Linked DNA regions of Mus musculus: all the other regions are linked to region 3. The links are chromatin contacts, called in public promoter capture Hi-C maps. All regions are on one chromosome and are shown on one strand. The core of a region is the stretch at or near the end of the contact, and the rest is flanking DNA. Distances in the headings are between cores, read along the strand shown.

Region 1 (2,700 bases), core at 31-2,530, 1.7 Mb after region 3:
TATAAACTGGGAGGTACACTATGACAGGGAGGCTTGTCAGTTCTGGGTATGGCGCTAGTCTCCTATCACAAGACAAGTGGAATGAAAGCAGGATCTAGAGGCCATCTTCCTGAAGAGACCACCAGATCGCATCCGCAGTCTCTGGGAGGGCGGGCTTCTAGGGGTTCTGCTGTGTACAAATCTGTAGCCCAACATGCTCAGCTTGGAGGGAAGGTGTTACTCCTGCCTCAGCTTTCTCTAATGGAAAGCTGGGTACCTGGTAGCTCAAGGGTGGGGTGCTGTCTCCCTCCTTCTCCAGTCCTAGATCTGGATTTGGGAAGGAAGGACATAAACACGGCAGCCTGGGAGTCTACTGGCTGGCTCCCCTGTGATGAAGCTGACAGGGGAGTCCTAGAGTTGAGGTGCCCTATAACTACTGGGAAGGAGTGTCGGCCCACCTGTTGCCTGTGACAATGGACAAAGCTGCCTTTTGGCAGAGGGTGTGTAATGAGGAGAGACCTTTCCATGATGAAAAGAAACTGGGAGTCAAGATGGGACCCTCTGGGAGGGGGCTGGCCAGTGTCAATCCTTCTGAGATATGTGTCTGGAGGTAAGGGTTAGCGCGACCTGGAATAGCTCGGAGTCCTGAAGTCTTAAGATTTCCTGGGGTGCCGATACTGAGGTGGCGAGACAAGGATTCTGTGGGGTAGGGGGAGATGGAGAATAGCTGTGGGCAAAGTATGGGGCAGCCATCTGTGCGCGTGTCAGGGGGTGGCAAAGCTTTAAGGCCAGAGTAACCTGCGAGATTATGAGCTGGAGATGGGAAACCCCCATCGGGGATACTCTCCTTGGAGGGTATGGATCAGTCGGTTTGGGGAAGACCAGGAGGAAGGGAATGGCCTTTCTGTTCGTAGGTAGAAAGTAGGCTGCCGCTTGCGGCGTATCTGTGGGGTTGGGACAGTGGAGACACGTTGGTGGGTCAGGCCCACGCCTGTGCTGGTCCCGCGCCCGGCCCAGACCCCAGAGCTACTCACGCGCCCTCGGCGCCCTGCGAACCCACGATGAATCCGAACTTGTCGATGCGGCGCTCGGCGAAGCCGTTGGCCTCCGAGTCGGAGCCGAGCGAGCTCAGCTCGTCGGCGGTGGCGGCGTCGGGGCCCTGGGCCAGGCTTTCCCGGGTCCCAGACAGGCTCCCGCCTGCTGCGGGCTCGCGCGGCCCATTCTCTCTGCTGCTTTTCGCCATATCGGCCGCGCCCGCCACCAGAGCGCCAGCGGCCACCTCAGCCGCCTGAGCCGCCCGGCCTCCGCCGACGCTGCCGACGCCCCTCCCACGCACTGTGCCCATTGGCTGCCACAAAGCTGGGGGCGGATACCCAGGGAGCTCCCACCACGCGCCCAATGGGTGCCGAGGGTCCCGAGCCTCGCCCCTCCTCCAGCCTGGCGCCAAGTGGACCGACGTGAGGGGGCGGGACAACCGTCACCAAGGGCCCGCCTTCCCTGGCTGCCAATCACAAAAACTCACCTGGACTAGCTCGTCTGGCTTTTCCGGGTTGGCCCGGAGCTGGTGTGTCACCTGCTGCTGCTCTCTGGCAGAAGGTCTAGGGCTTCCCTAGAGGTCCTAAGGTCTCTGCCTCCATGGGAAACAGGGTCGTGGGTAGCGCTACTTCGCCAGGTCATTTTCAAGAACAGTGATGAGACGCAAGTGGGCTTAGGGATCTGAACCACCTGGCTGTTCTGCTTAGGGGGATGCAAATTAGCTCGTGGGAGACCCTATAAGAATAATACAGAACAGCCGGGCAAGATGGCTCACGCCTTTAATTTAATCTCAGCACTTGGGAGGCAGAGGCAGGCGAATTTCTGAGTTCGAGGCCAGCCTGGTCTGCAGAGTTAGTTCCAGGACAGCCAGGGCTACACAGAGAAACACTGTCTCGAAAAACCAAAACCCAAAACCAAATTATATATATATATATATATATATATATATATATATACACATACACACACACACACACACACACACACACACACATATATATATATCAGACCTAAGCTCTACCTTTTTCTTCCCAACACCTTTCTGGTGAGGGTTGATTTGTATTGTTTTTCTTTGAGATAGGGTCTCCAAAGTGGCTTTGACTTTACTATGTAGTCTAGGGCCCTCCCTGTCTCCCAAGTGCTGGGATTACAGATGTGGGCTATCCTGCCTGACTCCCCAATAGTTTTATTGAAATATGGTTAGCATACCACCACTTCCATCTATTTAAGGTATATACATACTTCCTATATTTAAATTCCATCACCCCACCGACACACCTACACATGCACAAATACATAAAAATTAAAGATAAATTAGGCATGATAACAGATGCCTGTACTCTGTAGGCTAAAACAGTTTACAAGTTCCGGACAGACTGACTGGGCTACAAATAAAAATCCTATCTCAAAAAAAAAAAAAAAAAAAAAAGTACAAAGCTGGGCGTGGTGGTTTTTATCCCAGCACTCGGGAGGCAGAGGCAGGCAGATTTCTGAGTTTGAGGCCAGCCTGGTCTACAAAGTGAGTTCCAGGGCAGCCAGGACTACACAGAGAAACCCTGTCTCGAAAAAAAAAAAAAAAAAAAAAGGTACAGTCCCATGGTTCTTTAGCATCCGTACAGAGTTGTGCAAACATTGCATCCTCCTCCTAGGAAATTCTACCGAAGAAAAATGAAAATAATGCTACCT
Region 2 (2,700 bases), core at 107-2,606, 2.0 Mb after region 3:
CTTTCCATCTTCTCATAACCAGCCAGCAAGTCTAGCTGTTTTCAGCACACATGACTGGTGTCATCTACATACAGCACAGCTAGTGGAAACTCATGTTCTCTGCTCAGCTGTGTGACTTCCAACATTAATGACCTCAAAGTCAACTGAGAGCAAGTAGAAAAGAGCCTTGGTGATGGTCACCTGGAACTGCAGCATTCAGGAGGTAGAAGAGAAAGGTGGGGCCCTTGCTTTATGGGTCCTGCCCCCCAACAAAGAGCTGAGGAAACAAACTACAGGGTTTTTTGTTTGTTTGTTTTGATTTAATTTTTTCCTTGTCACAGAAACAAAGCTGTTTTCTTAAAATTAACCTTTGAGAAATCAGGATTTCCCAGGCAGGCCAGTTTCAGCTAGCATAAGGTCATGGCCTAACTTATCCTCTCAGAATGAAAAGTCATTCAGGTAACCTCAGGCCAATCAGTTATTTTTCCACTGTTCTGTCTCCCTGTTCCTGCCTTCCAAGGAATGTGACTTCCAAGTGACATTTGGTTTTGTTTCTGCTCTCTTCAGTCCCTTCAGAGGTAAAGTTAAAATGCAAAGCTTGTGGGAATGACAAATAAAGGCATTTGTTATAGAGTTGCAAAGATAGTAAGAAGCGATCACAGACAGTAGGACATGGTAGAGCAGACCTGGAAGCTGAAGCAAGATGTGGTGTTCCTGACCAGACTACTGGAACTCTTTCAAGAGTTTCAAGAGGGGGAGGGGGAGGGGGGGGGAGAGGGGAGGAGAGGAAACAGAAACGTCATCTCCATTTTTTACATTTTACAACCAACCAGGCTTTTGGCATCTAGTTAATTTGTAGCCGTGAAACCTGAGACTCGAGGAAAACCAGTTTTGTTCATCATTAGACAGCAAGTTCTGAAGGCTGATATTTCTGGTGGATTACACTTTCTGGAGAAAGTTGGCAAATATAGGTGGGGCGCTGGTTAAATTCTGGGTTATAAACGTGGAACAGAGTCCACAAGTAGATGAGTGGAAGGTGCCACAACAAGCCTAGGAAGCTTGGCCTCTCTACGTGGTGACAAGACTCAAACAATCTTACCTCCTTCCCTCAGTGCCCCCGAAATCTTTCAGGGCAGAGCCGCGGACGACCCTCTCCAAGAAAGAGAGGGCCCTTCATGATTCCGGACCTTGGTAGCAACGGCTTCTCCTCGCGGAACAATGGGCAGTTCGGGGCTTAGGGGGACCCCGCGACTGATTCTGTACCTCGAAGGACTACGCAGTTCCCAGGCGTTTGGGAAAAGCTGGGTGGGCTGCCTGTCTTCACAGAAATGCGCCAAGTAGCCAGAAGGACCATTGCTACACCCACCGCCTGCACGCCCCGCCCACTCACCCTTCGTCTCCTAGGCAACACGCCCAACAGAGCCTCACAAAGAACGCCTAAAGACTGTCACGCGGTCTGCTTGCCGGTTGTCTCCCAGGCAACGCACTCCAGTGTAGATAGTTGCTCTGCGACCGCGTGTCTTTCCACCATGGTTTTAGGTCTTGCTAGCTTTCCTGAGTCGCTCTCTAGCCAGTCAGAGACCGCTACACAGCCCAGAAGGCCTTCAGTCAAATGGGACTTGGGCTCGGATTACAGGAAAGGTACCGAAGAGACTACCGCTTCTGGTTCGAACTTCCGGCGCGAGAGACTGGACAGCCAGCCGGATCTTGGCCTCCACGTCCAACCACAGATCTACTTCCTGCGGCCGCGGTCCCCACTCCCCAAGTTGTTATTCAGGTGTGGCTCGGGTATACAAAGCAGTTGTCAGACCCGGGACCCCGTAAGGGAATCCGACTCACTTTGTTCCAGCCGTGTCCCCCCCCCAACCTCCGCCCTTAGATGTTCCTCTGATCGCAGCAATGTCTCCGATCGCAGGATTTTTCAGACTCAGGCCAACCCGTAGGACCTTCAGAAGCCCGTTTTCTGGGCCGAAGGCACTGTCCCGTTTCTAGCCTTCCGAATGAATCCTGACCCTGGCGTAGTGTAGGCTTGACGTCTGCAATTGGTCTCAGGCTCCAATCGACTTGGCAACTCCAGGCCTTCCCATTCTCCAGCGTCCTTGAAAAGCCTTCAGTTCCCCAATGTTTGACTCCAATCCTGTCCCCCTTCTTCAACCGGCATCAGCCAAGGATGTAACAAGTCCTACAGAGGATTTATTATGGAAACACAATTTGTTTCAAAAATGACCAGTATTTATTACTTGATAAATTTGGTGCATCACTAAGTAAAGAGGGTCTTTAAATATTTAGTCTCTTTTTGGTTGAAAATAGGACTTAGACTTGTGTGTAAATTCCTGACCGTTGACTCTGTCTTCCCATCCGCACCTGGGTATGTTGAGTCATCCTGCATAAAAACCAGAAAAGTGGAACTGGGTAGCTTTCAATGTTCGTTCCTTTGTATTAGCAAGCACAGCCTGACCACAGTTGTTCCTAACTCATAGGAAAATGAACTGGAGAACGTTATTAGAATCCCCCTAAAGGTGCTTTGTTTTCTTCTTAACTGAACGTGGTTGCACACGATTGTAATCAAGCACTCAGGTGCTGGAGGCAGGAGGATTGGAAATTCAAGGTCACTCTCAGTTCAAGAGGGAGTTCTAGGCCAGCCTGGATACACGAGACCTTGTCACAAAATATACATCTTTTTGTTTGTTGGGTTTGGTGGTGGTGGTGTTTTCTGTTTTT
Region 3 (2,700 bases), core at 111-2,610:
GTCAAGTAGCAGGGGCCACCCTTCTAGCACCCTAGGAGCTGCAATTGCTGGGTGCGGAGAATTTAATGGCGAATGGGAAACACACAGGCAGCTGGCTGAAACACAGGGAATACAGCAAAACATGCAGCAGGAGCAGGGTCACTTGGCAATGTCCAGAACGTCTTGGTTGCTGGAGGCAAAGTGTGCAGGGAGGTGAGGGTAGGGAGAGCAGGACAGATCTACAGCAGTGGGGGCCGGAGGGGGAGTGGCTGACCTCAGGAATGATGAATGGTGCCTTACAGTCTCCTGGGAGAGAGATCACAAGATCCGTTGCCACTCTCCAGAGGGCCATGAAAAACAGCTAAGATTTACTGACAACGATTGCATAAGAGGCTCGGGGTTGCATGCCTCCGGGATGCTATCACCTCGCTTAGTTCTGACCATCTCAGACTGCCCACTTTCACCTGGAAGTCTTCCTCACCCCGCTCCCCTGTCTGTGTTCCTGTGGGAGAAGAGGAGGCAAGCAGATGCCTAGGCTTGAAGCTTGCCACTAAGAGACTAGGGCCAGTTCGGAGAGGCGAATCACAATTTCCCACTCGTCCAAACCTACACTCTCTTGAGACCTGGGATGAACAACTTGGGCGACCTCAAAAGCCCAGCGCCACCCTATGCTGAACACACACCTCCAGGTTTCCAAACTCCAGGACAGAACTGCTGCCTGGCAGTGTGTTGCCTTGCGTTGCCTTGGAGAGACATTCCTCACGGGGCAGCATGGGAAGTGGCTAGACCCTCCAGAGCCCCTGTATGCTCACTTGATGCCATGGCCACCCATGTCACCAGGTTCTCACCTTCTACATCTGCCCGCTGCTTGCCCCCTGCCTTGGATTTGCGGGGACGCTGGGTGGGTTCGGGAAGCGGCTGGACTTCCACGTCGTCTTCCCGGGGCGGGGACTGGGTCTCCAACTCCGAAAGGAAGCCTTCGAGGAACTCCTCGATCTCGTCGTCCGTCAGCACCGTCTGTGGGTTCCCCTCAGGGCACAGCGTCAGCAGTGCCAGGAGGCCGCAGAGCAGGGATGCGGTGCGCACTGGAGCCATGGCTCTGGGCACGCGCGGGAGCCGGGCGGGCTTGAGCAGGGACTTGGGTGGCAGGGGCAGCGCCCCGCGTAGGGGCGGGAAAGGGCGCGAGGAACGTGGGCGTCAAGGGTATCCAGAAAGCGGTGGGAAAGGGAGATTCAAGGAGAGCAAGGGGCTCCAGGAGAGGTTCTGGCGGGCCCAGCTCCGGCAGCAACTGGGCGCTCCTGCCCCGCGTGGCTGGCTCTCACGCGGACCGCCCTCCAGAGCGCTTGCGACGGCCTGGCCGGGGCGGGGGCTTCGGGTTTCCGGAGGGGGAGGAGGAGGAGCCGGCCTTGGACCGGGGGCTGCGGGGGAGGGAGGCGGAGCAGCACGGAGCCCAGACTAATAGCAGCGTCAGCGCCCAGTTTAGAGGGTCTGGGTGCAGGGCGCCTAGCGGGGAGGAAGGCCTGGGAGAAAAGAATGCAACAGTTATGGGGAAGGGAGTGTGCGGAGTCTAAGGAGACCTGTGCTCTAACCCGCTGTGCCCTTTGCTCTGAGCCCAGGGAGATTGCTAGGGGAGGGAGGGAGTAGGGCCCTCGAGGGTACTGGCGATCACCTCCTTTCCACTTTCTGGAGGTTAGCTCTTCAAAGTGTCACCTGCTGTGTGCTTGCACAGGTGTCACCTTTGTCCAGTTATCACCAACATCCCAGGTCTTTGGAGCCAATTTTTGCGAGGAAGGCTGTGAAAAGCTGTTCTCAGCAAGCTGCTGTCCTTATGGAGATAGGAGCCCCACTTCAGAGCTCAGGGCTCAGGTCCCAATGTGGAGTAATAGCTATTTCTCTCCTTCCTCTGACCAGAAGCGGTTAAAACAACAAATTGTTTACAACAGCTTCAGCTATGGCTTCTAGAATACAAACGTTGGCTGGCTCATAATGGCCATCATAGCTAAGCCCAGGAATGCCAGAGCATTTACCCATGAAGGATTAAAGATGTGAACGTGGGCTTGTAGCAGCCATAGGTCCAGGGCAGTGGCAGGCAGCTTTCAACCAAGGTGGGGAGGCACTCTGATAAAAAAGAATAGCGACCCCCAGATGATTGACATGGGAAAGTTTACATCTCAGCTGGAAGAGAAAAAAGAAAAAGCAGGTCAAGAAACACCAACACGATGCCACCTCCTCAGTCTTTCACCCTCACCCTCACCCTCTCTGTCCAGCATGAGCAGGGAGAAAAAGGGGAAATTTTCGGGTACTGGGCTCTGTAACCCACTGCTCTCAGGGAGTAGGCAAGCCCCTCCCGGCAGTCTCCTTTCTGGCTCTCCTTGAGGAAGCATGGAGACTATGCCAAGAACTGATGTGTGTGTGAGTGTGTGTGTGTGTGTGGGGGGGAGGGTCTAACCCATCTTAGCCCTCCTAGCTGTCTGACTCAGCAGGGGAACTCCGTGTCCACAACTTACTATACGCATATTAAATGGACCACCTTTCTGGTTTATTCGATTTTTTTGAGACAGAGTTTCTCTGTGTAGCTCTGGCTGTCCTGGAACTTGCTCTGTAGACCAGGCTGGCCTCGAACTCAGAAACCCACCTGCTGCTGCCTCCCAAGTGCTGGGATTAAAGGTGTGCACCACCACTGCCCGGCTAAATGGACCACTTTGTGCTGTGCCTAGCACA
Region 4 (2,700 bases), core at 147-2,646, 1.7 Mb after region 3:
ACTAAACATCTGCAGACTGGATAATGATGCTGGCTGCCAAAAGAATACTCTATAAGTGCCCTAAGCCAGGAGATGTGTTGACCGTTGGAAGTCAAGTGGCCCTTAGAAGATTCCATCCAAGGGTGCAGAAGTATGTGGGATGAGGAGGTTGAGGAATCCTGACCAATGTTCACCTTGCCTGGAAACTAGCTAACATGCTGAACAGCTTGCTCTGGATTCAGCTGAGGCTCTGGGAAAGTCGTCCTTTCACAATGAGAATAATCAACTCTTCTTTTTCTTTCTTCAGGTTAACACAGCATATGCACATCAGCAGCCACAAAGAAGCTACCAGGAATTTCCACAGACTTGTTTTGGAAGCAGAAACTCCTAGTGACTACACAGCTAGGCATGGCTTTCACTGCGATTACTGTTGTGGTATGTCAACCATACCAGTCCTATCTATCACCTACCTCATTGCTCTCCTGTGGTTTTGGAAGAAGTAAGGAGTCTAAGCCAGAGCCTCTAGAACTCCCCATGATGCCCCTGTGCTGCTTTAAAAGACCTTTATACTACAAGTTCCCTCTGTGCAGAAGCAGCTGTTACCTGGCCACAAAACTGGCAGTCTTGTCGACGATGTTCCTGACCTCCGGGGGAGGGTAAATAATGCCGACCACTGGCTTGGAAGGGGTGGGATCCTCCTTTGACGATGCTTCTTCTTCAATTGGCTGTGAAAACAGAGAAAAGGTAGTAAGGGCTTCAAGTCCCCGGCTCGGATTAGGCTATCATAAACGCTCCATGATACTGACAGGAACGTCTGTCCTGTAGACTGCAGACTCTCTTGGGTTAGCATCCGAGGACGCAGTTAAAAACAAAACAGGGCAAGTTTCCTTAGCCATACTGTATTTACGCAGCCATTCCTAATCTAGGGGAAAGAATGATTTGCTTAGCTCTCCTCTTTTTGAATGGAGGCTTCGTGGTTCACATAAGACCCCAGAGGAAGCCGGGGGTGCAGGTCCGCATGCTGGTTTTGAAAAGTCCGGTTCTAGGGATATCTTTTTCGAGACCAGAAGGCAACTCAGCGCGCTGACTCCTGGGACTTGCAGTCCCTCCATGTCCTTCGGGGTGGCCTGAGCTTCCAGCAGCAGTGCCACAGCGCCCGCGCGGAGGGGAGGAACGAGGCCTCCAGCAGGCCTGCAGGCAGGGAGCGCGGGGCACGATACCTGTTTGGACTCAGTGGCTACTGGCGGCGGCGGGGGTACCGCCTGCACGGGTCCGGCCTGCATGACTGCGACGCTCAGGGCTGCCAGTCCACCTCGGTGGCGACAACCGGTGCGACGACAAGATTAAAGATCACCACACGAAGTATCCAACTCAATGACAAGATGGCGGCGACCCAGAGAGAGAAGCCGCGGGAGCACTTCCGGTCCCGCCCTCTCGCCGTTTCGCACTTCCAGCCCCGCCCCGCCTGCTCCGTGGCGCGGTACGCCGTTGCCAAGGCAGCGGCCTGGGCTCCCAACTTAGAGTTGCGAGGCATTCTCGGAGCCTCAGACGCTCTGGAGGAAGTTCTGTGAGCCAGACAGACACAGAGCTGAGGCTGCGACGCCGGAGACAGGTAAGCCATTCCACATCCTCTGACTCTGAACTTCCCTCCTGACTCTGGCCGGTTCCTCGCCCCCTCAGCGCCCCACCCCTCGCCCCTGTTTCTTTCCTGTTTGGCCTGGCATTTTGAAGATGCCATAGAGTCCCACTTACTACACCTTTAGCCCCATTTTTTGGTTCAGCACCACCTCCTCTGCATCCCTCCTTACAGAGTCCAGGACATGGTGCTAACACCTTTAATTCCAGGAGACAAAAAACGAAGCAGATCTGAGTTCAAGGCCAGCCTGGGACAGAGCAAGTTCTAGATGAAGAAAAGCATAATTCAGGCGTAGTGGTACATATCTTTAATCCCAAGAGACAAAGCCATGCAGATCTCTGAGTTCAAAGTCAATTTCCTGAGCAAGTTTCAGGATAGCCAAGCTTAGGCAGTGAGGGAGTTGAAAAACAGAAAGCTGGTAAGATAATAAAGGGGATCAGGTTCCAGCCACAGGAAGCAGAATTTGGCTGTGTGGCTCTGGCTTTAGAGTCTAGAGTAGAAGGGATTGCTGGGACAGTTGATGCTGGTTAGCTGGAGCTAAGAAATTAGTGATTAAGACGAGACCAGCATCACTGAGGTGAAATCTTCTGGGAAGTGTTTTCTGAGAGCACAAAGAAGCTGTGTTCCAGAGATAGCCATGGTTGTTGCTGCAGCTGTACTTGGCAGTGTGTAAGAGTTACCCAGGCAGTATTAGTTTGAAGGCATGAAGGTGTCATGAAGAGCAGCTGAGGCTTGGCACCGTGAGAGGCCAGGGAAGGCCATTGGTGAAGGTGCAGTTACAGTTACAGTTGATGGCCCAGGACTGAAGGGGTCATGCAAAGGAGTTGAGGCTTGCCCCATGAAGAGAGCCTATGAGAGGCTCTTGGTGAAGCCTAGTTGCAGTGGTAGACCCCAGTGTATTGGAGATGCCAGTACGATAAGATGATAACCAGGAACAGCAGCAGCAGTTGGCTGGAGTCAAGCAGAGCCTAGAGTGCTTCAGAGGGCAGAGCTGGAGAAGTGATGCCAGCCCTTTAGAGGATCCCCAAAAGATCATGTGTGGATCCCAGACATTGGAATAAAAGTTAGATTAAGAAGCTGTAAAG
Region 5 (2,700 bases), core at 102-2,601, 1.8 Mb after region 3:
CATCTTTGTTCAAGGCATTCGGATGCTCCCGAGAGCCTTCACGGTGAGGGCGGAGGCCCCGCCCCATTCGGTGGTTCCAGACGGGTTGGGCGGTTCTCCCGCGGTGACCGGCGCAGCGGGTACTAAATGGGAGGGAGGCCGAGGGTTAGCGTCACGTGGCTTTAGGGACCGTCTCCTAATTCCGCTCCAGCACTCTACCTTCCCACCCGCGCCGGGCTCAGTCCCCGGTGACCCACAAGTTTCAAGAAGACACGGGCTGAAAACACTGGCTTCCGAAGGGAGTCGGTATACACCTTTCGGATCTAAAAAAGCTAAAAGAACTGTGCAAAGCTAGATAAGACCCTGTTCTTACCTAGCTGGATATTTTTTGTACTGTGTAGCCTCCAACCAGGCCTGAAACTCCCTGTGTAGACAGGGCTGGTCTCGAACGCACATAATACTACCTGTTTCTGCCTCCTACATTCTGAGATGAAAGCATGCAACACCATGCCTGGCTTATAAGAGATTTAAGGCCATATTTATTTGAATTTATCTGTGTGTCTCATGTGTGAATGTATAGGTGTGTGTGTTTGGGGGAGGTGGGTGCTGCCTGTGGAAACCAGAAGTGTCAGATTCCCCCGAGATGGAGTTACAGATGGCTGTGAGACACCCGTGTAGATGCTGGGACTGGAACTCCGGCCCTCTGGAAGAGCTGTAAGCGCTCTTAACCACTGAGCCATCTCTCCATTCTCACCCATTTTGCTTTACAGACGTGGTCGTTGGGACCGGGGTGGGGAGTGGGGGGAGGGGCGGTGTGTGTGTGTGTGTGTGTGTAAGTGGCTTACATCTACTAGGCGGCCCAAGTAGGATTTGTCTCTAGGGGCCATAGCATTGCCCCTCTGAAATCCCAGAGGATTCAGAGTGCTTTTGCCCCTTGTAATAACTCCCTAGCTCCCTTTTCCATTTTAACAGTTGCATGAGTCAGGAGAGTGGCTGTCCTCTTTGTGTCTCTATTTCCCTACTGTAAAGTAGGACCCTACGCTAGTGCCAGAGCTTAAGGAAGCAAACTTGAGTCTACTGGACACATGATGACTGTTATAATTAATTAGTCCTTGCGACTGTCTAAGGCAGTGAATGTTGGCACGCCTCCCATTTACACACGAACCGCGGCTCAGAGAAATACACCTTTCCTAGAAGCCGCACACCTAAGAAGATTCCATTCTCCGATTGGAACTCTGACCTATTTAACTCCAAAAACTAGTCATGTCTGGGAGAGTTTTGCATTAACTGCTCAGAGAAAACAAGACCATCTGTCTGCAAAACCCAAGCCTAGGAGAGGGGCTTGGATGTTGTATAAGGCAATTTTCAGACACTCCCTGCAGTGGCGTTAGCGATAGCGGGACCCGTCCTTCAGCCTCGGACTACTGGCGGGTTCTTGCCTGGTGTTAGCCAAGTGCTAGTGGAGACACAGTTGTGGTGAGACTCTAATCTGCAGCGACTCCAACCTTGCCGGGGAAGTCATGTCGGAGCAGCAGCGGCAGGGCGCCGAGCGCGACCTCTACCGGGACACGTGGGTGCGCTACCTGGGTGAGCGTGGGAGTGACAGACGCAGCGACCCCACCACTCCGGAGGGGCTGGGGGCGGGGGGGGGGGGGAAGCAATGGACCGGGTTGCCGATCTGGAGTCTGAAAAGGGGCTTAGTTCTTATTCGGCTTGGCCTGGAGACAGGGCTCAGGAGAAGGCTAGGGACTTGTCCAAGGTCACACAACCCTGTTGGTTCAGATCTGTCCACGGGGCTCTTCTGGAGGCACAAACCGAGTGTGTGGGTTGCCCTCTGCCATGACCGTGCACTAGCCATGGCGTCAGAGGATCTGGACTCCTAGCAAGTCTGCCTTTCCCAGGCTCTTCCTAAGCTTCAGTTTTCTCTTCTGTAAAAAGGGCTGAATGCGAGGCACTCCTGTCGGGTGCTGACTGTAAGAGCGGGCTGAGGTAAGGCCTTAAAAGACCTGGCACTTGATACTGGTCAGTGGAGCCCACCCTCAGTGATTCGGTGGCCTCCGGTCGCCTCCCTGGTGCAGATCCCCAGAACCACGGCTGGGGACTTTGATCAGTGAGCCATGAACTTCATTGTCGGTGTCAGTCCGCGGGCCTAGAAACCAAAAGGTAAAGTTACTTGACTGAGGTCACCTGCCGCACTGTAGTTTAAGAGGTTAGGGTTAGAAGCAGCTTTCTGTGTAGCGCCCCCTTGTGGAAAGGGCCAGAGAGTTAAATGCCTTTTCCCTCCAGGCTACGCCAATGAGGTGGGGGAGGCTTTCCGCTCGCTGGTTCCTGCAGCTGTGGTGTGGTTGAGCTATGGTGTGTCCAGCTCCTATGTCCTGGCCGATGCCATAGACAAAGGCAAGAAGGCAGGAGAGGTGAGTGTTAATTAACCCTTTCCAACCCATCCTAGTGTGGGTGGTATGCAGTCTTGCAGTGGGGACAGCCCTATCCCCGTTAGCGTCTCATAGTGCAGTCCATAAGCTAATCTTGTTTGTAGGATTGTTCATCCCCACCCGACCAAACCATTTGGGTAGGAGGTGACAGTTGGTACCTCTCCTGGATGTGGGCAAATCACCCCCAACCCTGAATGTAGTACAGCCCAGTCCTCCACCCAGCTGCCTTCTACCCTACTACCTCCGCATGTTCTTCCTCCTTGGTCCACCGGCATGCTTCTGTCTATAG

What was found. Promoter capture Hi-C pulls out the DNA fragments that hold promoters and counts their contacts.
Region 1: a promoter capture Hi-C map of liver shows a contact between it and region 3, with 6 times the contacts expected there. The contact joins the promoter of Tbc1d10a here to the promoter of Aebp1 in region 3.
Region 2: a contact with region 3 is called in a promoter capture Hi-C map of liver, with 6 times the contacts expected there. The contact joins the promoter of Dusp18 here to the promoter of Aebp1 in region 3. A contact is called at or near these places in 1 of 39 promoter capture datasets (liver) and 2 of 115 datasets of contacts at active chromatin or transcription factors (astrocytes and pancreatic cancer cells).
Region 4: a contact with region 3 is called in a promoter capture Hi-C map of liver, with 11 times the contacts expected there. The contact joins the promoter of Sf3a1 here to the promoter of Aebp1 in region 3.
Region 5: a promoter capture Hi-C map of liver shows a contact between it and region 3, with 5 times the contacts expected there. The contact joins the promoter of Mtfp1 here to the promoter of Aebp1 in region 3.

What each region holds. Positions count from the first base shown.
Region 1 is chr11:4,185,413-4,188,112 of GRCm38.p6, reverse strand. It overlaps Tbc1d10a (TBC1 domain family, member 10a), which reads right to left and starts at 1,280. Exons shown (of 9, transcript NM_134023.1): 1 at 1,014-1,280. The coding sequence starts at 1,222.
Region 2 is chr11:3,893,896-3,896,595 of GRCm38.p6, reverse strand. It overlaps Dusp18 (dual specificity phosphatase 18), which reads right to left and starts at 1,356. Exons shown (of 2, transcript NM_173745.5): 1 at 1,079-1,356. 4921536K21Rik (RIKEN cDNA 4921536K21 gene) reads left to right here and starts at 1,470. Exons shown (of 3, transcript NM_026150.3): 1 at 1,470-1,756. The coding sequence starts at 1,509.
Region 3 is chr11:5,860,526-5,863,225 of GRCm38.p6, reverse strand. Aebp1 (AE binding protein 1) reads right to left here and starts at 1,360. Exons shown (of 21, transcript NM_009636.3): 1 at 828-1,360. The coding sequence starts at 1,074.
Region 4 is chr11:4,159,050-4,161,749 of GRCm38.p6, reverse strand. Sf3a1 (splicing factor 3a, subunit 1) reads right to left here and starts at 1,396. Exons shown (of 16, transcript NM_026175.5): 1 at 1,200-1,396; 2 at 583-704. The coding sequence starts at 1,262. It overlaps Ccdc157 (coiled-coil domain containing 157), which reads left to right and starts at 1,457. Exons shown (of 12, transcript NM_001164620.1): 1 at 1,457-1,591.
Region 5 is chr11:4,094,082-4,096,781 of GRCm38.p6, reverse strand. It overlaps Mtfp1 (mitochondrial fission process 1), which reads left to right and starts at 1,351. Exons shown (of 4, transcript NM_026443.4): 1 at 1,351-1,566; 2 at 2,266-2,393. The coding sequence starts at 1,500. It overlaps Gm51935 (a long non-coding RNA gene), which reads right to left. Exons shown (of 3, transcript XR_003949843.1): 3 at 2,040-2,128.